2 separate regions of the Sus scrofa genome follow, and region 2 is linked to region 1. The links are chromatin contacts, called in public HiChIP or PLAC-seq maps. All regions are on one chromosome and are shown on one strand. The core of a region is the stretch at or near the end of the contact, and the rest is flanking DNA. Distances in the headings are between cores, read along the strand shown. Region 1 overlaps KALRN (kalirin). Region 2 overlaps KALRN (kalirin).

Region 1 (4,416 bases), core at 1,130-3,629:
TTCATGCATGTTCATCCTTGCGTGGTGAGACTCTGTTCACGGCCACAAGTGCCCTGTCCTTGCGGAAATGGAGCTGTGTGGAGCTGGGATGTTCTTACCTCTTGGGAGACCATAGACACAGCTTTAACCTCTGACTCCCATTTGTCTTCCCAACAAAACAGAGATGAAGAATTGGGCGTAGCTCAGATTTTGACTTTTTTCCTGCTTCCCCACGGCACTGTTCTCATGTACCATATTCTGTCTTTGTGAAAATGTCTTTCAGTGGGAGACGTGGAGTGGCAGTATACATGCGGTCATGGTTGGGGGGCGGTGGGGGAGGAGAATAGGCTTGTTAGGGTTGTATCACAATCTCCAGAACAGTTTGGTGAAGACCCCCACTCATCCCAACCCAAACGTAGCTGCCATTCCTCTTCCCCTAACTTGCCACACTACAAGATGTCTAAACCCTTTATAGCTTGACAGTTCTATAATAATTTTTTGCCGTTTTGCTATTCATTCCCCCCCCCCCCGTATATCTACAGTTGGCTCATCTCTCTTCAGGGTTGTCACCTTGGGTGATGATGGAAAATAAGAAATTTTCTTGGCAAATAGAACCATAATCTGTTGAAGGCCTAAACGCTGTCAAAGTTGTTGGGATAATTGAGTGGGATGACGTGTGTGGAGGTGCCAGCCCTATGCCTGGCCCAGATTCGCTACTCCCTAGACCTCGGCTTCCCTCCCTTCTCCCTGCCTCATTTCAGTCCTGATTTACTCCTCATCCAACGCCCACTGAGACCTCGCAGTGTCGTCAATGCAGTCTTCCAAGCACTTCCAAGTGCTCCAAATAATTTTCAGTGATCCCTCACGGAACGAAATCAAGAATTGAGTTTTGAGAGAAGTTGGCAATTATGTGGGTTCATGGGGACCCCCCAAGTTCACAAGATTGTGTGGTGCCCCTGGGTCAGGCATAGGACAAGAGCCCCGAGGTCAAACTGGGGTCACATCTGATGGGTCAGGGTTGGAGGTGCCACTGCAGGCAAAGGTCTCTGGAATACCAGTGTCTGTCTTTTGAAGCCACAGAGGAAAGTGATTCTCCCCAGGGGGATGTGATTGTGCCTTCCCATGAACCTTCTACATCTGAGACACTTGTCCCCTCCTGCCGTGCATTATAGCAAAGAACAGATCTGTCTTATTCTCCTACCACCTCGCAGCCAGAAGCACTTCCTACAGTCCATCCAATTTTGATAATCTTGGAGGTCTGTGCAAACAAAATAATGTTACGTTCATGTTAATCACCCTGAGAAAATGCGTATGGGGCCCATGTAGGCAGCAGGGTGATGCCCTGAGGGTTATGTGTTTATTGTTTCTGCTGTTTGTATGTCCTACTAACTGTACTAGCAATTCAGGACCTCTGCAGGATGCCCTGTCACTGGCAAATTATGCATTGCTGTTTCTTGCCCTCTTCCTCTGAGGTATAGCAGTTCTGATCACTCCCCAGGACCCAAAGCAGGGCTGAAAGTCTCATTCTGCTGGGGTTGACAAGAATCTCTGGGGCCAGTGTGGACCTAATGCACGCCCCCTCCTCCCTCCCCCACACTTGGCCCATTGATGCTTCTCTTTGCCACCTCTCCAACCCCCATCCCCCTCCAGCCAGCAGTGTCATTTGTCAAGCTGAAGTGACATTATAGTCATTATAATACCAAATAGCTTTTTTTTGAATGTCGGCTTTTGAAGTCTTCTCACACCCCTGACCTTAGAGATTTTCTGATCTAGCCCTTCCTTTTACATAGGAAACTTTGATCCACAGCAAAGACCCAACCAGAGCCACCCAGTTGGTGGTTCCTCATTTGGTCTCCCATCTACTTTGTGTGACAGGCCCAGGGGGTGGATGTGAGTATCATTTTACAGGGGAAAGGGGAGACTTGGGAAGGCTGGGATACAGCCAGGTGGATGACAGGAAGGTGGGCCCTCTGCTTTGAGGCTGGGGCTCCTCCCCCTCCCCCAACACACATACACACATAGAGACAGAAATACACACAAACCTTACCTTTGCCCTGCAGGAGAAAGGCACATATGCTAGCCACCTAGGAGGTGGCTAGAGGGGCTGGGTTGGAGTAGAGGTTCAAGGCCACCTGACCTGTGTCCTTACCTGCTCTGGTCGGAGGGCAAACACAGATTGGACCTCTAGGGGGTGTGCTGACATATCTCTGTGATTCAATTGCCTGAGCCCTTGGTGTTGGGAGGGACTTCGGGACAAGGTCTTTGCTGAGTGGTTTGTGATTTCCTGATTTTTTTTTTTTTTTTAAGAAAGTCTCCCGGGACCCCTCGTTCCTGCCCTCCCTCCTCCTAAGGGGCCCTTAACCATGGCCCTGCCATCCGCTACTGACTGGATTCAGGGCGAGGAAGTGTGTCCATGTCCCACCCAATACAGGACACAGTGTCCTATATTATTTCCAGCCTGCTGGTCCTGGGAATCTCTACTTATTTTTTCTCATTTCCTCCCCTTGAACATTAGAAACATTAGATTCCAAAAATAATCCAAGTCACAATGTTCTGCGGGCTGCATGTGTGAGTGTTTTCTCCCGAAGCTGTTTTTCCCTTCCGTACATCCTTTCTCCCCTCCTCCTTCCCTCTGCCGCATGTTCAGTCAGCCCCAGTGTCCGCTGAGGTCGCAGGCCTGCATGGGAACTGTGGGTGTGGAGGGCAGAGCAGAGGAAGGCATGGCAGGAACGCTGGGCACGGGAGCCTTGGCTTCCTCCCAGGTCTCTTATGAGGAGCAGGAAGGGGCTGGACTTGAATTATTACATGTGAATAGCCTGCCTAGGGGGCCTCTACTTATGTATGGACCCCACAGTGACCCTTTGGAACTGAGAACATGGACATTGTGTTAATAGTACTTTGAAGCATCCAGATGGTCACCCTGATTCTGTCCGTAGCAATTTAGGTGAGCTAGGAAAGAAAGATCTTATCAGAGAAAGACGTTGTATGAGGCACAGGGAAGTAACTGAGAAACATTCATTGATTCATTCATTCCTTTGTTCACAGATAATGAGCATCGTCCATATGTCAGGTCCTCTGCTAGATGCTGAGGACCTGTCCCCACCCCAGGCACTGGATAGGGCAATAATGTGGGCAAGTGTAAGGAGAATCAGTTTCAGCATTGCTGTGAGTCCCAATCCTTGTAAGGAACCACTCCAGTGGTTCAAACCTGCTGGAATGTCAAGGTTTTATTGCTTGCTGGGCAGAGGTTAGGGTTGGGGGTCTGCTGTATGGGGGGAAGAAAGTGTGGAGGTGGGCCAAGAAAAAAGAAAACATATCCACTCTGTCCCAGGAGGGGAAGTGGAAGAAATGTCTTAAGTAGGCTTTTTGAAGAATGAAAGATATTGAGGTACAATTTATTAAGTGAAAAAACAAGCTGCATTTCTGTTTGAGGTAGGGATTTTTAAGATTTCTTTCCAGGCATTTTACTCTGAAGAATCCACTTTCCTTCCTTCCCTTCACCCTCTATCCTCCCCCCTGCGCCCCCTCCACATCCTCTTCTGTCCCCCCTCCCGTTGGCGACCCTCTTCTCCATGCCCTTGCACCTCCTCTGGCCTGTGTTACGCAGCCTTCTAGGGTACAGCCCTTCTCTCGGAACTGGTTGTTTCATTTCCCTCCTGTGGTCCTGCTTCCTCCCTTGGGTGGTGCCCTGTGGCTCATGCCTCCCATGGAGAGCAGAGAGAGCGCAGGCCAGAAGACCCAGCCAAGTCTAGAAAGAGCACTGACTTTGCAGTCACAGAGACTTGGGTTTGAATCCCAGCTGAGCCACTCGCTAGCTAATGGACCATCTGTAGCCAGTTCACCCTCTCCGAGCAGTTTCTTTATCTGTGAAATGTAGATTTTAATACACATGTTATGATTATGGTATGGATTAAAGAAAATGTATGTGAAGCATCTAGTATGTTGGGAGCCCAATAGGTGCTCAGCAGATGGAGGGTTAGCAGCGATGGGTGGGAGCTGGGATCGGGAGTAGCAGAGAGGCCTCGGGAGGAAGGGCAGAAAGTACACAGTCATCCCCAACAGGGTGCTGGGGCATGTGGCGGGCAGCAGGTGGGAGCAGAGCGAGGAGGTGAGGTAGGGGCCTGGTACCTGGAGAAACTAGTAGGAAAGAGAAATTGGAAGCATGTGCCCAGGTTGACAAGGTCTTAGAACACTGCTGCTAAAGACAAACCAATTAAACAAGTGCCAGATACTGTTCTGGGAACAGGCAGTTGCAAGATGAACTGGAGTCAGGCCTTTGCATGTTGGAGAAGGGGCACTGGCACTGGCACACAGAGAGCTGCTGCTGCCTGGGGAAAGTTGATCCAAGTACCAGTTACTATTGTGGGGAACAGATGGGGAAAACATTGAGCCCAGGTTGGGGTGCAGGGCAGGGAAGAGCTCGAGCAAAGGCACGGC
Region 2 (4,416 bases), core at 1,397-3,896, 150 kb before region 1:
ATGCTGATAATATCAATATTTACCTCTTAGAGTTACTATATCGATGAAGTGATGCTGTATCTGTTAAAAGTTCAATTGAGGAGATTCCATCGTGGTTCAGCAGAAATGAATCTGACTAATATCCATGAGGATGCAGGTTTGATCCCTGGCCTCGCTCAGCAGGTTAAACATCCAGTGTTGCTGTGAGCTGTGGTATAGGTCGCAGATGAGGCTTGGATCTGACTTTGCTGCAGCCTAGGCTAGTGGCTACAGCTGCAATTTGACCCCTAGCCTGGGAACCTCCAACCTCACAGGTGTGGCCCTAAAAAAAAACAAAACAAAACAAAAAAACTTCAATTGATGTTAGCTTTCTTAGCCCATATCGCCTAAAATTTAACTTTTGGATGAGAGGAGAATGGTGGAATGATCAAGAGGGGAAGTGGGGCCTAACAGCTTAGGTAGGTGGGTTTTGAAGGCATGAGGGAGATAGCATGTGCTGTGATTGCTAAGTTCTGGGGCTTTAGGGAGGGTGAGGGAAAGCTGGGAGGGCGAGGGAACCAGAGACTGGCCTCTACTTGCCTTGAAGCTTGGCCTGAGGCCTTGGGGGGAAACTTTAGCCTTAGGCTGCCTGTGCACCTTACTGTGACTGGGATGTGTTTCCTGCAGGCGAGGAGTCATCCATCAGTTGGTCCTTTTAAGACTCAGCCTCCTTGCCTTGAGGCTACCTGCCAGGCGGCCAAGCCAGGCTGCCTCTGAGGGGCCGTTCCTCTGCTGTCTCCTGTGGGCTCCACCTACCAGCTCCAGGTGCTTCCTGCCTAGCTGGAGCTCCTTCTCCATTAAGTAGATGAAGGGCTTGGATGACCCAGTCCAGAATAATGGACACAGTAATTGGCAGGCATTCAGAAGCTTCAGTATCGATAAATCTTCAGGCTCTGGCAGTATCTGCTGAAATCCAATCTTATCAACCACTTCTGGAAAAAAAGGACCTGTGGGCAGTGGTGAATGCCTGTGTGAGGAGGAGAGGAAGGGGTTGAGGCAGCGGGGTCTTTAGAGGTGTGGAAGGGATAGAGTCGGCCCTGGGCAGAAGCACTGACAGAAGGAGAAAGGCAGAGGAAGGGTTTCCCAGTCTTTACATAGGAAAGGTGGTTGTAGTCAGCTCTTCTCCTTCAGTATCATGCACAGAGGGTTGAGGGATGAGGCCTGAGGCAGCAGATCGGGGGAGAGGAGGTATTTCCTGTGGCCACTGTGGGCCTTTGGACTTGTCCTGGCCATTTCTTCAGAGAGGCAAGCAGCCCAGTGGTCCCTTTGTATGGTGGGTTTGAACACAAGATAGGGCAAGATGGGTTTTGGAGAGACCAGGCACTGTCTTTCCTAGATATTCGTCTCCAGCCAACCCCATGGGCTGGCGTGTGAGACCTGAAGAGGGGCAGCCCTGAGGAGGGAACAGCCCTGAGGAGGGAACAGCCCTGAGGAGGGACTTCCTGAGGAGGAGGCATCCCTGAGGAGGGGCACTGTGCAGAAGTGGGAAGAACTGCTCTCAGCAGGGCTCTGTGTGATGCCTGGGGACAGATGATGCTGACCTCGTGAATAGTGTGGAGAAGGGGCTAAGCTTCCACAGGGACTAGATCCAGGGGCAGGGAGGACTCTAGGGAACTCAGGCCATTTGGCACTTGGCGTGTTGGGGGTTGGAGAGTCCTGGAGCCAGCACCCTGAGTCAGATGCTGGAGTCTTCACGGAGGTCACCTCAGGCATCCTCTAGCAGCAGTGGGCAGCCTGAGAAGAGGAGGAAGACACAGCAGGTGTGGCTGACAGGACCCCTGTGAGAACAGGGGCTCCTGGACATAATGCAATGAGACTTTTCAGGGGCTGAGATGGTACATGAGAAAGGAAATCAGGCCAAAGCCAGTGGACTTTGAATTGCCTTGGTCAATGGAGACATCTTGTCTGGCGAGGACTAAAAAACTCATGTTATGGAACAAACATCTTGGCACTGAGGAACTCCTTAAATTGACAAGTGTTTGTTGAATATCTGCACAGCGTGAACAGGGCAGGCAGTCTCTGTCTTTGTGGAAATTACAGTGAAGGGAAAGGCTTCTTTATTCGGAAGGTGCCATGGGAGCAAGAGAAGAGGGAGAGAAGAATTCCAGCTGTGGACTTGGCCTTGAAAGGCTTTGAAGGTTGAGTAGAAGCTGTACTTGTGGAGATGGAGGAGGGCAACAGAGGAAAGGTGAGGAGCGAAAGGTTGTGAGTTTGGGAGATAATTTTCATGTGGAGTCTGTGCATGTGTGTGTGTGCTCATTGTGAGTGTGTGTGGGGATTTGGAATGATGAGAGAGAAAGCTGGAAAGGCTGCCTGAGTGGGCTTTAGTTTCCACACTATGGAGATTTAGGATTTTCTTCAGTAGTTTATGGGCAGCTATTGGGAGATGTTGAGCAAGAAAAGTTATTTGATCAATCCTTTTCTGTCCCTGGCTGAGGTCACTCAGTAGCACTGGTGTTAGGCAGGGCTTCAGGCCGTGATTGCTTCAATATGTTCTTTTCCTGGCTTTCTCACAAGGGAGCAGTCGTCATTTTATTTTTACCGACATCTCTGTTTTGGGTGTGCATCAGATTAGCAGCTCTTTGCCTTCAGTTGGAAGAGAGCTTCTGTTCAAAGTACTTGTGGGTGGAGTCTTTCCGCCACTGTCTAAGCCCTCCTGCCCCTCCTGGGTGTTGACCTTGGCTGTAGAGGGTGTGTTCCTTGATTTAATGCTGTTTGCTTCCCCTACTTTCTCAGCTCCTTCCCGGTGCTCTTTGAATGACCCAGGTTCCCTCAGGGAGGCTGAGCAAGGAAGGGGAAGCCTCTGGCTTGAGTGTTGGCTAGGGGCAGCAACTACTAAAATGGACAGTCAGTCATCTTGGGAATGTAGATCTTTGCTTCAGTCAGATTTACTTCCATTTTATTATAAATACAAGCAGCTTCATAAATTTATACTGGTTTCCAGGAACAGATCCTGGTTCCAGGAACATTTCTCGGTATGGAAGTCAGGATTGTCAACAAAGATGGGGACGCATTTTTAAAGATAAGACTTATTTACCAGGATATGGTCTACAAAGAAGCAAATGTGGTGGCTTAAAACTTCTCTTCTGTATCCAAATGAAGGGTTTGGTGCAGATTTATCTTCCAGTGACAGTGATGTTTTAAAATATCCTTATGGTGGCGTTCCCTTCATAGCTCAGCAGTTAACAAACCCGACTAGGATCCATGAGGATGTGGGTTCAATCCCTGGCCTTGTTCAGTGGGTTAAGGCTCTGGCGTTGCCATGAGCTGTGGTGCAGGTTGCAGATGCAGCTCAGATCTGGTGTTGCTGTAGTTGTGGTGTAGGCCAGCAGCTGGAGCTCCGATTGGACCCCTAGCCTGGGAGCTTCCATATGCCACAGGTGTGGCCCTAAAAAACAATCAAATAAAATAAGATAAAATAAAATTAAAATATCCTTACAGTGAACATCCCTGACACTATATTCATGAGAGAAAGGCTGTGGCACAATTATCTATTGGACAGATAATTTCTCTCTGGTCATGGTTGCTGACTACATCTTCCATTCCAGCTGGTAGTCTCTTAGTAGCTTCTTCTCATCATATAAGGGCCAGCAAAAATAGTATAGACAGATAGCAAAAATCTATACCTATTACTGGAAAAAGAACCCAGAGAATATGGTCTGCAAGTAATCGCTGTGTTGTAATTTAGCATTTGGGGACTTCCTATGTGCACGAACTGTCCTGGGTACTTATCTTAAATCTCACAATAGCATTGTCTCTATTTTACAGATGAGGAAACTGAGGCTCATCTGTTATGTGACTTCCCCAAGTCATTCAGCTTATATAGTGGTGAGTCAGGATTCTAACCTAGGTTTTCTTACGCTAAATCTCATGTTCTTTCCACTCCTCCATCGGGAAACCGTAACGACATACCTATACCCTAGATGCCTGGAGGCAGAGTTAGACGTTGGACTGTTCAGCAACATCTTGGGGTCTCCTCTGGCCACCAGGTATATTTGGGTATGACCTTAAGCCTCTTCTTGCTTTGAAGCAGAGTTACATCTCTCCCATTTGGTTGACATCTGCTCACTGCCAAACGGACCCCTGGAGACCTCTCCTGCTGTATCTTCCAGCCCCTGCTCCCTGCCGAATTGGGGAAGTGACAGATCAAGTGGCAGATGGAAGATCAGATCTCAGACATTGCAGGCTTCATTCAGATCTACTGCAGCTCTGGAGGAGCTGAGGGGGCACTGGCTGGTGTGTGCACAAATGTATTCTGTTGACCTGCTGCCTTGAGCTGGGACTCTACTGGGAATTTCTTTTATGGAAAAGAAAAAAATATGTTTGTTTTTTTTCCCCATTGAGCATGTGGGGGAAAGAGAATCAGAAAATTATTTGCTATTTAAATAACTAAAACAT

What was found. HiChIP or PLAC-seq counts read pairs in DNA pulled down with a chosen protein or histone mark.
Region 2: a contact with region 1 is called in an H3K27ac HiChIP or PLAC-seq map of skeletal muscle. The contact joins two enhancer-like sites. A contact is called at or near these places in 2 of 47 Hi-C or Micro-C datasets (fibroblasts and heart right ventricle) and 1 of 2 datasets of contacts at active chromatin or transcription factors (skeletal muscle).

The regions. Positions count from the first base shown.
Region 1 is chr13:136,101,709-136,106,124 of Sscrofa11.1, reverse strand. All of the region lies in intron 5 of KALRN (kalirin), which reads left to right. Among named protein-coding and RNA genes, the nearest start is that of KALRN, 170 kb to the left of the region's middle. Within about 2 kb of position 2,379, at least 19 of the 83 cell types and tissues checked have an H3K27ac peak or open chromatin away from gene starts, as enhancers often do.
Region 2 is chr13:136,254,316-136,258,731 of Sscrofa11.1, reverse strand. The region is part of intron 1 of KALRN (kalirin); the gene reads left to right. Among named protein-coding and RNA genes, the nearest start is that of KALRN, 21 kb to the left of the region's middle. Within about 2 kb of position 2,646, at least 10 of the 83 cell types and tissues checked have an H3K27ac peak or open chromatin away from gene starts, as enhancers often do.